Regions from separate parts of the Mus musculus genome. Here region 2 is linked to region 1. A link is a contact called in public Hi-C data. All regions are on one chromosome and are shown on one strand. Each heading gives the region's core, a stretch centred on a gene start, on an enhancer-like site or on the middle of the called end of the contact. The rest is flanking DNA. Distances are from core to core; before and after follow the strand shown. Region 1 holds the start of Dkk2 (dickkopf WNT signaling pathway inhibitor 2). Region 2 has its middle 130 kb from the start of Dkk2.

Evidence for each region. A called contact is a pair of places that touch in the nucleus more often than the background predicts.
Region 2: a Hi-C map of pancreatic cancer cells shows a contact between it and region 1, with 4 times the contacts expected there. The contact joins the enhancer-like site here to the promoter of Dkk2 in region 1. A contact is called at or near these places in 6 of 39 promoter capture datasets (the 3T3-L1 cell line, 3T3-L1-derived adipocytes, embryonic stem cells and 3 more), 8 of 484 Hi-C or Micro-C datasets (bone marrow-derived macrophages, embryonic fibroblasts, liver and 3 more), 2 of 115 datasets of contacts at active chromatin or transcription factors (bone marrow-derived macrophages and pancreatic cancer cells) and 1 of 9 other capture datasets (macrophages).

The regions. Positions count from the first base shown.
Region 1 is chr3:132,081,638-132,088,660 of GRCm38.p6, forward strand. Dkk2 (dickkopf WNT signaling pathway inhibitor 2) reads left to right here and starts at 3,655. Exons shown (of 4, transcript NM_020265.4): 1 at 3,655-4,617. The coding sequence starts at 4,396. It overlaps Gm22421 (a small nuclear RNA gene), which reads right to left and starts at 755; the gene lies at 649-755.
Region 2 is chr3:132,208,692-132,215,714 of GRCm38.p6, forward strand. No RefSeq gene overlaps it. Among named protein-coding and RNA genes, the nearest start is that of Dkk2, 130 kb to the left of the region's middle. Within about 2 kb of position 2,785, at least 29 of the 459 cell types and tissues checked have an H3K27ac peak or open chromatin away from gene starts, as enhancers often do. A contact at or near this core is called in pancreatic cancer cells, where this site is marked.

The DNA of each region.
Region 1 (7,023 bases), core at 2,405-4,904:
TCACAGGGTCCCACACTTACTAACTGTGCAGCAATTTCAGGAGATACTAATCCAGGAGGCATGATGATGGAGTGACTTAGTAAGGAACTGTAAATGAGAATATAAAGGGTAAATCCTGTTTTAGGGTTAAGTATTATAAGGAAATCTAGTTTTGGAACAACTGCTGAGAAAGTGGTTTCTTTTTAATGGGGCCAACATGGCCCAGAGCTAGAGGAAGAGAGAGGGGAGGGAATGTCCAGCCAAAGAATGAAGTGTCCACACACTTCCTTCTGAACAGAAGAGATTTGACTTGACTTATGCACAATCTTCTATTTATGCATCTGTTCTCTAATTATGTTATTGCCAGATATCTAGAAACCAATCCTCCCAAGTAAAATACGAAGGTGCGTCTTCCTGTTTAAGTAAGCACACAAGGAGGAAACGTGTGGACTCATGATGGCAGCCCAAGGCATGTGATTATTCAGTTATTGATTTTGCATCTCCTTGTATGTTTACTATATGTGACTATCAAATAACTGTATAGATAATATTTGGGTTATCAATGAAAACAGTTTTCACTCCCTTTTTAGTCTAAGATGTGGTTGTTTATATTTAATTGTTTGATCCCATACATTTGATTTTGCTTAATGCACAAGGATATTTTTTTATATAAATATGGAACGCTTCACGAATTTGTGTGTCATCCTTGCGCAGGTACCATGCTAATCTTCTCTGTATCGTTCCAATTTTAGTATATGTACTGCCGAAGCGATCACAAGGATATTTTTAAAAGAAAAATTTATGTGAATATTTTTCTTTTGAGGCAGAGTCTCACTGTATATCCTTGGCAGGCCTGGAACTCACAACGATCACCTACCTCTGTTTCCTGAGTGCTTGTGCCACCATGCCTAGTGTGAACTTGAATGCCTAGTGTAAACTATATGTTTAATTTATTCATAGAGTTTGTACAGTTCTGTGTTGGCTTCAAAAAGGATTCCTTATTATGGCCCTCATGGATTTGTACAGGAAGTACATTGTGATTGAAATTAATTTTCTGATCATATTGCATTTTCTTTTGCTATAAAATACTTGTCAGGGGTGGGTCAGCTATTAAAGACCCTTTTGTGTAAGTCTGATGACCAAAGTCCAAATCACTGTAGACTGAGTCAACTCCATAACCCCTCTGACCTCTGCATGGGCCATACCAGACACACACCTCTCATACATGCACTAATAAGAAATCAAAGTTGCAAAAATGGTAAGATATTCTTTAAAATATCCCAATTAGCACATTTCTAACTTAATTTCCTGAATTTTTGTAATGTTTCTGATTGATAAATCAAGTCTAAACAAAAGCAAAAAGACACTATCTGTAAAGACAAAGAACTTATTCACAATATACAGAACACTTTCCTCCTCCTCCCCACCCCCCCTGTGTTCCATTAGAACCTTCTTATCCTTAAACCATACAAATTTGTTCTTGAGTTGACAAGGCACACACACCTTTTGTTGCCTAAAATTATATGTCCATGTATGTTATTTATCATTGTAAAGACATTTGCCACGAGATCTTCCCCTTTAGGCAATGTTGGATGTTTATTTCATTATCATTTGCTCTAGACACGATGTGATTTAGCAAATGTCTAGGGTTTATTTATCATGATGTATGGTGACTTTGTGTCTATTGCTACAGTAATGTCCTACTCTTCCTTCCACCCAGCCCTTGATAACTGCCATCCTCATTATCTTAGATTTGTAGAACTGGCACATGTCACAGGAGTCTGTTCTTCAAGAGTCACCCATGTTATTCTTATGCATTTAAAAAGTGAAACAAGAGTGATGGCAGTTGTTTGGAATTTCAGCACTGAAGCACTGAGGAGGAGGAGGAGGAGGAGGAGATAGAAGAGGCAAGGGGGGGGAAAGGGGTGGAGACAGGAGGATTACTAGCTTGGAGCCTAAGTTTGGGCAATGTAACTAGTATATGTCCTCAAGAATAAATCAAAAAGTAAATCAATCGATCAATCAATCAATCAATCAATAATCAATCAGCACATTTGTTTTACTTTAAGGCAATAGGCCAATCTGGAGAAAACGTGTTTTTATTTTCTAGTTGGTTGTGTATTTAAAAAAAAAAAAAAACCTCAAGGCATTGTGTGCATTGTGTATATGAAAATTTCTGGACAGGCTGACTCACAGGTCAGGAAAGTGAATAACCGACTCTGCCCAGGACCTCCCAGCTCTTGATGCACACCTTAAGTCTTGGCGTGCTTGGTGGAAAATATTAACGTCCTTACCCTTACCCCCTTCCCCTTAGCGTTAAATTAGAGTCCTGGACAGGTTGGTATATGCCAGAATTAGGTGTGAAAGAGGAGACCTAAACCTCAAAATTCTAGAGTGTGCTACTGGAGTCAGTTCATCACAGCGGACGACCTCTGTCTGACTCCATTTTGGCTCAAGGACACTGCTAGGGATTGCATGACTGAACTGCTAAAGACACAAGCAGCAACCTTTGCTCCTGGTCTCCTGGGTGACCAAACCTCTCCTAACCCAGAGCTTGCTGGCAAAGCTTGTCTCCTGCAGTGTTTGTGCTCCTGGCTGATTGCTGCTACTGGCGCCCCCAAGTGCTGCAAGCCAGTCAGCGCGTCAGAGTGGTTCGCTCGGTGGCCCTCTGCCTCTGTGGAACAGTGCAGAGAACTCCGAGCCTCAAAGACTGACTTGAAAGGCTAGCCAAGGCCTCCGGGCGGGGGAGGGGTGGGAGTGGGGGTGGGGGAACGAGCGGGGCAGCGCTCAAGAGGCAGGACCAGAAGTTTCTGGCCCACTTCACCACCCACCCGGTTCCCCATCAGGCTTTTTATTCTTGCCTGGGATTTCCTCTTTGCAGAGGACGCGTTGGCACCCTAAAAGTGCCTCATCAAGCCTTGAGGTAGCACAAGTCGGGTCATTATCCCCTTCCTCACTCCTTGTTTGGATTAAAGTGTAATGTGTATATCGGGTTGGGCGAGGGATGAGGAAAACAGAAAGATTCAAGCACTTCAACGGGGGAAGAATGGTCCCTTATTCCCCCTCCTCTTTCTTTGGTCTTTTCGCCCCTCTTCCTTTAGTCCTCTTGCCTCCCCCTTTGTTCATCTCCCCCCCCCTATTCGAAGCGGAACCCCATAAAGCACCTACAGCCAGACAGTCTCACACAGCACATTAACCGAGAGGCTCAGGCTAAAATCTAACTGGGCTGTACACAGTCCACCAAGTTAACTTGCAGATGTTCTCCAGAGCTTTTCCAGCGCTCCTAGCTGGAGGCTGAAGCTGGGTGGGAGAAGTAAGAAGCCATGGTTAGTGGCAGTCACCACAAATAGGGACAACTTTTCCTCTTCATTTCTGCCTGTTTCCAAACTCCCATTCACTCTCGGAGCTGTGATCGTCCAGGAAGAGCTTTCCCGTGTTCTTCTGGAGGTGAACCCCAAGTTTTTAGTTGTAGAGTGAAGGAGGGATGGGAGGGTAGGAAAGGTGAGAGGCAGGAGAGACAGCCTCAGAAAGAGCGCCTGCTGGGGGAAGGGGAGGCAAGCGGGAGCGTGGGGTGGGGGAGAGAAACGTTTTCACTCTTTGTCACTCTTGAATTGGGGGCGGAGGAAAACCCACTGAGGAAAGCTATAAAAAGCTAAGAGGGCGGGGGAGAGCAGCAAGAGAGCACTGGCCCTCCGCGCAGCGCATCACTGCTTCGCTGGCAGGGCTTAGTGGCCCCGTGTGAACCAAGGGACAACTCCTAACCGCACCAGTGGGAGTGCGCTTGCTGGGACCTCCGCTCGCCTCAGCTCTCCAGAGTCCGGTGGAGGGGTTGGGGGAGACTCTGATCACCAGTCACAAACCCCGCGGACCTGGAAAAGAGGGACTTGAGTGGTGCAAAGGTTGAGAGCTAAAGCACAGGAGAGGACAGAGGAGCAGAGGAGCCGGGGGAAACAAGAGAAAAGAAAGGAAGAAAAAGAAAAAGAAGCAGCAGCTGGGGAGAACCCTGTGCGCGGTTAAGGGAGGATTCCATCACCGCGGAAAATCGTGCAAAAGCGCAAAGGTGCTGAACACCAAACGAAGCCGGCAGGGCGATCTGCAGGGCTGGGTCTAACAGCACCTTGGGTCACGCCTCCTTGGCGAGAAGGCGTCTGGCCTTTGATTGCTTCCAGGGACTGCAGAACTTCCTGCCCGTCAGAGGAGCGGGTCTCGCTGGGGTCGCGTTTGCTCCAGGCTTGAGGCTTGAGACTAAGTTCTTAAGAGTCCCGAGTGTCTGATCCAGGAAGGGTTGGGGGAACTGTGTCTGTGAGGAGCCCACGCGCCCCACGTGAGGGGTTGAGTGTCGGCGGGCGTCCTCACTCCCCTGGCATTCCCATCTTTTCAGGGCTCCACCCAACTCCGGGAACCCCTTACCCGGAGATGGCCGCGCTGATGCGGGTCAAGGATTCATCCCGCTGCCTTCTCCTACTGGCCGCGGTGCTGATGGTGGAGAGCTCACAGCTAGGCAGCTCGCGGGCCAAACTCAACTCCATCAAGTCCTCTCTAGGAGGGGAGACTCCTGCTCAGTCAGCCAACCGATCTGCAGGCATGAACCAAGGACTGGCTTTCGGCGGCAGTAAGAAGGGCAAAAGCCTGGGGCAGGTAGGAAACCCCCCCAAACACACTCTTCAGCCAGGAGAGGTAGGGATCAGAGCTTTTGCATCTGCAGCTTGCCTTTGAGCCCTGCAAAAGTCAAAGCCTTGCCCAAGCCAGGTGTGGCGCTTCTGGCTATTTGGGAGGGGGTTGCTGAAGCTGGGTCTGCAGGGGTACCAGGACTTGGGTGTTTTGCTGGTCGCTGGGATGCTGGGTTACAGCGGGAGGTTTAGAGTTCTGTCTCATCTTTGTGTTGAGACATGAGTACTTTTAAAGATCTAGTGCGTTTCTTTGGCAAAGGGGCCAGAATGGTCCTTCCATCCAACAGGAGGCTGCAATGGATGTGAACAGGAGCTGACATAGCAAATGGGATGTGCTAGCCTTGATTCTAAGTGTTCACTTATTTAATCTTCACAACTCTGGAAGATAGGACCTGTTGACTTCAAATGAAAAGTTTGTGTATGCTCCAAACTCATAACTGGTATAAGTGACAGCGCGGGATGTCACAGTGCAGTGAAAATTTGGATCTCAGGCACCCAAAACATTTTACAATGGCGAGAAGGGGATTTGCTCTCTTTTGCACTTTCTCTGCCAAACTCTCAGCACTGGCAGGCAAGATCCGCAGTAGACTTGCATTTCTCACTCAAATAGAACTGCGAATAAATCAATTGGCAGGAAGAAAATAATGAGGTGACAATGACAGTTTCTTAAGTGCCTGCAAAGCAGCAGGGATACCAAAGCCGATTTTGAGAGAGGGTATTTCCCACGTGCGTCTTGATGTCGGTCACATAGGCAGATAGGTGGACGGTCCTTTACAAAGGGTTACACAGACACCCAGAGCGGACTGAAGCAAAGCGCGCGCGCGCACTGGGTACCAAGTGTGGTCCATGCGCGGTGGCCAGAAGAGGGGGCTCTGTGGGCACTGGGAACCACCGCAGCTCCACCTTCTGCTTCTTTTGTGGGAAGCCCAAATCGAATACCAGTTTGCCAAAACAGCACATACACCTCTCACACGTGTCAACTACAGACAGAGTTCCACGCTCCGCAGATGCAGTTTCTGGTTCGCTCAGAGTTGAGGCTGCCCCCGCTTTCAGCACGCTGTCGTCAGCTATAGCTAGCTGCCCACAGCCCAGGAGGCAGAGGGAAGGCTGGCAGAGAAGGCTGGACAGCCAGAAAAGACTCAGGCCTGAGCCTGGCCCCCTACTGCCCTCTCATGGCCTGAGTGCCTGGTGTGTGTGTGTGTGTGTGTGTGTGTGTGTGTGTGTGTGTGTGTGTGTGTGTGTGCGCGCGCGCGCGCGCATGTGTGCTCCTGCGCTGCTTTTGCAATTTGAAAATGCTTCCCAGTGTTTTGAAATATCAAAAATGTCAGCTATTTCTTTAAAGGACTGCAAAGGCTTCAATCCCAGGACTTTAAAAGAGTTAAAGGAAAATAAGAAGCTATATATATGTGTACACGTGTACACACACACATACATACATACATACATACATACATAATTTTTGCATATTCTACCTCTCTCCCACACCTCCACACCAACATAGCCACCTATCTTACCATTTCTTTTTCCTTGGGAGACACCCAAACATTTTCAAGAGCAATTAACCTAACCTTCTCCTTGAGGTCCATCAGGAGCTGGGGCCCTTCGCTGACAGGACATTTACAGATAATCTACCGCAGCACGCTCACTTCTCACTTCATGTTTTTAGTTACAGAGAGCTGTAGTTCTAAGGAAAGAAAACTCACCAGTCTCTCCAGGCCCTCTCTGTCTAACCAGTGCATATTCCTGGACTCTCTGCAACGTGCCCTTACTTCTGGCGTCACCAAGAACCCTTATTCCTAAAGTTCTTCTGTCAAGCCACCAGTTCTACTAGCAGCCAGGAGGGCCTTACAGAGTGGACTAAAGAACTTATCTCCAAATTTAACTTACCTTTAATGTTTTGCTAACACACCCTTAGACAGATAGCCATGGATTATCTTTGCCGTCCCTCAAAAAACTCCTTAATTATGTTGTGTGTATGTGTTTTTTTTTTTAAAGAGTTTGCAACTTAGTCACTTCAACTCCTCAAATTGAATATGTAAATATTTACTTTAAAAGTAAATTGAATTCATGATATGCCCACAGAACTTAGCATTTCATTATAGGTGTTTAAGTGTAATTAAGATATTCTTAAAATGTTGGTTTGTGAGAAAGTCTAATACTCTGGAATTACGAATAAGCAAAACCAAATCTCATGGTGAGAGTCGGGAAGACAGTGGGTATCGAGGAGAACTACATTGTATCTATTCTGTCTTCTCACTGGTAGTTTCCTTTAAAGCATATGCTCTCATGAAAACACGGTGGTTCTTTGAAGAAGAGAAATTAAATATTTGAACACTTATTATTCTACCTTCTTTATTCTACTGGCTACATGGTC
Region 2 (7,023 bases), core at 1,535-4,034, 130 kb after region 1:
TGCTATCCCGAAAGTTCCCCATACCCTCCCTCTGCCCTGCTCCCCTACCCACCAATTCCCGCTTCTTGGTCCTATACCTTGTTCTTACCTCCCCCCTCCTCACTACTCTTCCCCCCCTCCAGCTGTTCTCCTTTCCTCTGCCAACAACCCCCCTTTCTGCTTTCTGAATTACATTGCTTTCTTTTCCCTTCCTCCCCACTGCCTTAAGATTTCTTATTCTACTTCCATGGTCTCATTTCTGCTTTTATAATACAAGCACACACACACACACACACACACACACACACACACACACACACATACACATAAGCACAAACACAAACACACACACAAGTGCACACATACACACTTCAAATATAGATTCTGCATATGAAAGAAATCATGGTGTTTGCCTTTCTGAGTCTGGCTCACTTCATTTCACATACAAATTTCCAGTTCCATTCCTGCAGAAGCCATGGTTTTTTTTTTTTTTCCTTATGGTGGAAAAAACATTCTACTGTGTATAAACCACATTTTCTTTACCAAATGATTATTCAGTGTCCAGGGAACATTCTAGAAAAGAGTACAAAAAGACTATATGAACCAGAGGGCCAGAAAAAAAAATTATGTGAGATGGTGTCTCTTAGAAATGACAAGGAAGCTTCATCCATGATACTCCATGACATGGCTGCCTAAACAAGACATGGGCAAGTGCAACATCAACAGGCATGCTAACGAGGAAGGGGGAGATCTCATGAAACCCCAGCCCTAGACAAAGAACTACAAGCAATTAAGGAATGAGGAAACCTGGAGAAACATTCCTTCCTAAGGATGAGGCCCCCAATCATTTATCCAGTATGAAGAAGTCAACCTTGAAATCATATACACACAAGCAACACTAACCAGACACAGCAGCTAGTGTTTATAAATCTAGGCATTTACATATACATGCAACAATAACAAAGCAGAAGGGGCCATGAATTTGACAGGGAATCATGGGGAAAGGGAGGGACTAGAAGGAGAATGGGGAAGGAGGAAAGATATATTTTAATTAAAAATTAAAAGTATGTATGTTATTTTTAGTAATATTTTATTATTCCTTCATTAATTTCATACAAGCCCTTTTGATTATATCCATCTCTTTCCGACTTGCTCAGATACACCCTCACATCTCTCCTCAGTCAGCTTCCAATCTTTATCTTTGTTTCTTCCCTTGAGTTCAGTGTGTGCTACCCAATTACTCTTGGGTGAAGGGTTTAGGTTGGAGTGTGTTCTGCCTACTGAGAGTCACACCAATATACAAAAATGACTGTCCCTTTCGCAGATAGAGAGACCCTGTCCTCATCCTAAAAACAAACAGTCATGCATTTTCTTTTTAAAAAATATTATTTATTTTTATTTATATGAGTACACTGTAGCTATCTTCAGACACACACCAGAAGAGGGCATCGGATCCCATTACAGATGGTTGTGAGCCACCATGTGGTTGCTGGGAATTGAACTCAAGCCCTCTGGAAGAGCACTCAGTGCTCTTAACTGCTGAGCCATCTCTCTCCAGTCGTCAGTCATGCATTTTCAAAAGGGGTGTTTTAGAAACTGCAAGGTTGTTAAATAAACTTTTTGATACACAAAGCACACTACTACATTATGAGTTATTGACCAAAGAGTTTCATGAAATTCCCAAAACCATATAGGCAATCTCTACTAATTACTGATTGCATGCCAGATCTGGATGATAAATCCATACTGAGAAAACACCCCTTGCTTTTTCTATAAGACATAGGGAAATCAGCCCTGGATGGAGCTGACCAGCGCCCTCTCTGTGGCCTAGTTTCATTCTGTAGGCACTGTGCAGATTTCTGGAGATAATTTTTCACTGGCAATCCTGCTTGGCTATGAACACCATGTACTACACTACCAAAAGACAAGGCAAGCTGTGCCTAATGATGTAACATGCCATGATTGTTATGTGTGCAACTTTCCACTTGAATTTAAGGCCCATTCCACGGAAAGAATTATATCTAATACGATAAGCCAGGAAAAGATCTGTGACTTGTGAGATCAGAGGCTCTTGTAAGGAAATGTCTGCTATTGTTTAGTGACTGCCAAAAATGTAGGTTTTATTAGCTAAACTAAGTATGTATACATACATACATACTTATATACATACATACATACATGCATACATACACATATATACATACACACACATATATACACATACATACTTATATACACATACACACACACACACACACACACACACACACACACACACACACACACACATACACACACACACATTCATGCTGTGGTCCAAGTAGTTTAACATTGGCTGTCTCCTGATAGAAAGCCAAGGAGGATCTGATAGTTGTTCAGTCCTCATGGATGTCTCAGTATTCCCAATTTGGTGGGAAGTCTTAGAGAGCTGCAAGTTTTTGGTCTGTATGGAGTCCTGAAAATGTAAGTTTGAACATCAGCAAAGGGGTTTCTCAGGAACAGGATAGATGATCTTTCCAGTGAGAATGAAGGCAAGCAGGCAAAAAATGAAAATGTCCCTTCTTCCATGTCCTTTTATGAGGACTGCTTCCAGAAGCTGTGGCCAAGATTCAAGGATGGACTTCTGACCTCAGATGATCCAGATTTAGGGTGTCTCAAATAGTCCAATCGAGAAAAATAAAATCAGTCACAGTTGTGCCCAGCTGCTTGGATCTTAGTTAAGGCAGGATGTAGACAAGTTGACAACGAAGGTTATCCATCACATGAGTCATCACCCGTACTAGGACAAGCTTGTCAGTGATGCAGCTGCCTTTGAGTCACACATGCTCCCGTAAGGGACCCTCCCTTCCCTATCTGCACTTTGTAACTAGTACGAATAAACTCACTGCTTCAACAAGCTTGACTTGGGTTGAATTATTTACTTAGTCTCTCCTTGGATGACAGTCTGGGATGACTAAGTTTGTTCACATGAACCCAGTGAAAGTCACACAGTAAACCTCAGGCCATGAGCCTGAATAAACCCTTTCTCTGTCAAGTTCTTCTTGTTAGATATTTTGTCACAGTGACAAGAAAATAAAGTCAGTAAGGAAATGGGGACTAGAAAAGGAACAGACATTGCAAAGACAGCAAATGACAGGAATTAGCATATAACTTTTAATAGTCCCTGAATATAATTGGTTTTAAGTCTTCAATGCAAATACACAGACTAGTTGATCTTATTTTATATATATATATATGTGTGTGTGTGTGTGTGTGTGTGTGTGTGTGTGTGTGTATGTGTGTGCTATATATGCACATACATTATATACATGTATACACACATATACGTATATACATGTTACATATAATGAGTATTATATATGTTATACATATATATCTGTATATATGTACATGTATATCTGTATATATATACATGTACATATATGCAAATATACATTTATACACATATACAAGTATATGCATATATAATCTGAATTATATATGAGTTGTCTGCAAGCAAATATACTTCACTGGCAAAAATAAATCTGAAAAATTTGAGACCCCCACAAAAATAAAGAAAAAAAAACAAGTCTAATTTATATGTGTACCAGCCCCACCAGTGTGAAGTCAAACATTCTTCTGAAGTGGAGAGTGAGGATTAACAATAGGAAAGACAGAAAGAAGATGCAAGAGACAGATGTAGGAGGGCTGTAGGTCAATACCACACCAGCAGTGATATATTTTTTATAGCCTTTTTATATTACACAGTACAATGGGAAGTAAAGCATTAAACTAACAGAAGTGATGCTGAAGAATACATATAAGACATTTGGTCCAACACAAAAGCTTCCCTATTCCTTCCACTAAGGTCAATACAATCTTCATCTCCTTGCCTTGAGCCTCAAGTATACCCCCTCTTATCATTCCATGCCTCAGTAGGTCAGAAAATCTGCCAATAGACCGTGACCCACCTTGACTCTCCTTTAGCAGGCAGACTTTTCTCTTTTTTTCCCTCTGCTTTAGAGAAACAGCAAATGGCTCCAAACATATATACTCACTGGAGCATGACTAGACTCTCAGTGGCCTGCCCCTTACATAAAACTGAGTCATTCCCCACCCCCACACCCTGCCAGAAGCCATCAATCGTGGAGAACATCCCTATCACACCTTTCTTTTCTTTTTTTTCTTTTTTAAGATTTAATTCTTTTATTTATTTATTTATTTATTTATTTATTTATTTATTATATGTGAGTTGTAGCTGTCTTCAGACACTCCAGAAGAGGGAGTCAGATCTCATTACGGATGGTTGTGAGCCACCATGTGGTTGCTGGGATTTGAACTCAGGACCTTCGGAAGAACAGTCGGGTGCTCTTACCCACTGAGCCATCTCTCCAGCCCCACCCTTTTCTTTGATGGCTTCTGTTTAGGTTGTTACTTGGGGGGGGGGCGTTCTGTAGGAGTTGTCACAGAAGCCTTCCATGTCTCTTTTTCCAAAGTACATATCCGAAATCATCCCTATCACAGAAAAAGTAGTGTTCTTGCATCTTAGTGTCAGTAAGAGCACAGATCACGAATACAGAACATCCACATGGTTTATCATCATAGCACAGACAATGAGCACAGTCCCTGACTGCAACAGGACCACAGACCAAGTCAAGGCTGTCAGGGGGAACCTGGACCATGAACATCACCATAGCCTTCCTTAGGTGGCAATGCAGATCTCTCACATCAATATGGCGTCCAGCAGAAGTATAGCCCACATACATTTGTATGACCTTCATTGGACATCAACACAGATTCCAGTTTCAGTAGTACTTCAAACCTAGACATGGCCCTCAGGGGCAGCAGGAATCCTGACATCACTGTGGCTTCAGGTGACTTCCCAGGACTCTCACTCAGATCAGTGTCCCTCCCCTATCCCCACCCTGTGAAAACATGGCCCCTGGACATCTACATGGTTTCAGGTGGTAGACCCTAGTTGCAATAGGACCTCAAACCCAGACATGGCCCTCAGAGGGAGCATGGATCCCTATGGCCTCAGGTGGCAATGCAGGTCACTCAAATCAGCCTGGTTCTCACCATTGTAGTTGTATCTCCAGTTCTGCCTCTCACCAGAGTTCATATTCTGTTCCATGTTTCTATCTCTGTATTACATATTTGTTCATCTTAGTGGTGCCCACCAGCCCCATACGATGAGGTAGTATGGCCTTGAATATCTATGAAATCTTAAGGGTTGTTGATCATTTCACCAGCCTTAGAAGGGGAGCCATTAGGCAGTGTGAGGAATACCACTAATGACAATCCAGAGCAACTTCAAGTCCCATGTTCTCTTACTTCTAGAGTCCTAGGATGCACTTCCTTTTTTTTCTAAGACTTTTTTCGTTACATCTTAACTAAGGACTTGTATTAGCTATTGCTGTTGTTGTTGGGACACAAAATCTGATGTAATCAGTGCAAAGTGGGCAGGGTTTATGCTGGCTTATAATTTGCAGGGTAATAGGTCACCACGGTAGGAATCTTTACCTTTCTCATCTCTTACAGACAGCGGAGGGACTAGAAGCACATCTGGGCTGTAAATGATAAGTTCTGTCTCCTGGTAGCAATTGTCACCCAGGTAGCTCAGGTAGGGTCCACTTCTTAAAAGTTCCACAGCTTATCAAAATAGCATCACCATTTGGGGACCAGGCATTCAGATGAATTTATAGGGGAAATACCACATAAAAGGTATACCAGGAATCCCTATTTTACCTGTTATTCACTTAAGAGCATCAGTTGTAGCTAAATATATACAGACCCATGTTTTCCTGTCACATTGGAAGCCCAAAGTGATATAGGATTATGGAATATTTGAAATTAGCTGCTGTGAATTGGAGCACTTTTTAATTTTTAAAAAATGCACAGTAGACTTTGAATATGTAGTATGAAAAACAGAACATAAAATGTCTTATTAGTGTCTTTAAATATTAAATATTTACAGTGATGTTTTTGAGTTTTCAGCTAAATAAAATGTGTTATTAATACAAACTACTTTCTTAAGTTTTCAAGTATATGTATTAAGATATTTAAATTTATCTATGAAGAATACACAATTTTTATGACAGTGCTGTTAAGAAAGGTACATTTCCAAACACAATCCGAGTCCTTACTACTGATCTGCAAAGCACTTAGATTGCCAAATAGAAGTGTTAATGTCTTTGATTCTGAACAGGAAGCAGGTAAAATAATAAAAATAGGAGAAGATGTTCAGTGTGTGATCAATAATATACTTTGTGACTGCAGAAGGTTATTTGTTTCAAAGTCTTGGAGTTAAAAATGTGGTACCCCCAAATAAGATTCTTGGTAGTTGAGAACAGACTATTTTTCAAGTTTGTTCTTAGATAATTTCTCCTGTCTTTCCAATCACATTCCTGTACTACTTTCCATAATATATTTTTCAGTTCTTTTAGCCTTTACTTCTGAAGTTTCCAGTGTCATGGTAGTTTTATGTTAAATACATCTATATGCTTACTAGATGATGTTCAACTTTGCAGATGCAGTTCATCTTAAACCGCAAACATGGTCATGGGCAGTCTTCCTTTCAGGCACTGTGAACCACTAACCTCAGCCATAGCCCTCACTCCTAATATCTAGAACATGACTCTCATTAGTGACGTTCTTAAGACTACCCACTGCCACTTTTGCCTGCAGAGAAAGCACTTAAGTGGGTTAAAGGAAAACTTGACTTCTTAGTAGTTTGTAATGGGGCTGCGAATCAAACAACTCGAGGTTTTAATTGCGGTCTTGCCATGTTCTAACAGTGCAACAATGAATTTGTCACTCTTCTCAAGCTAATTTTCCTGTTTGGCGAAGATGGGGAATACCAACAGCATTGACCACAAAAAGTTGTTGAAAGGAAAAAGGAAAATAATTCAAATGCCTGACATTTACTAAATGCATGATAAATGTATTATTTACAATTATAACTAGGAGACAAAATAGTTATTTCCAAATAGCAGTCATATATTTTACAGAAGTTAAACACTGCAGAAAAAACACAAGAAAATAAAAATTAGCCCAACCATTCAC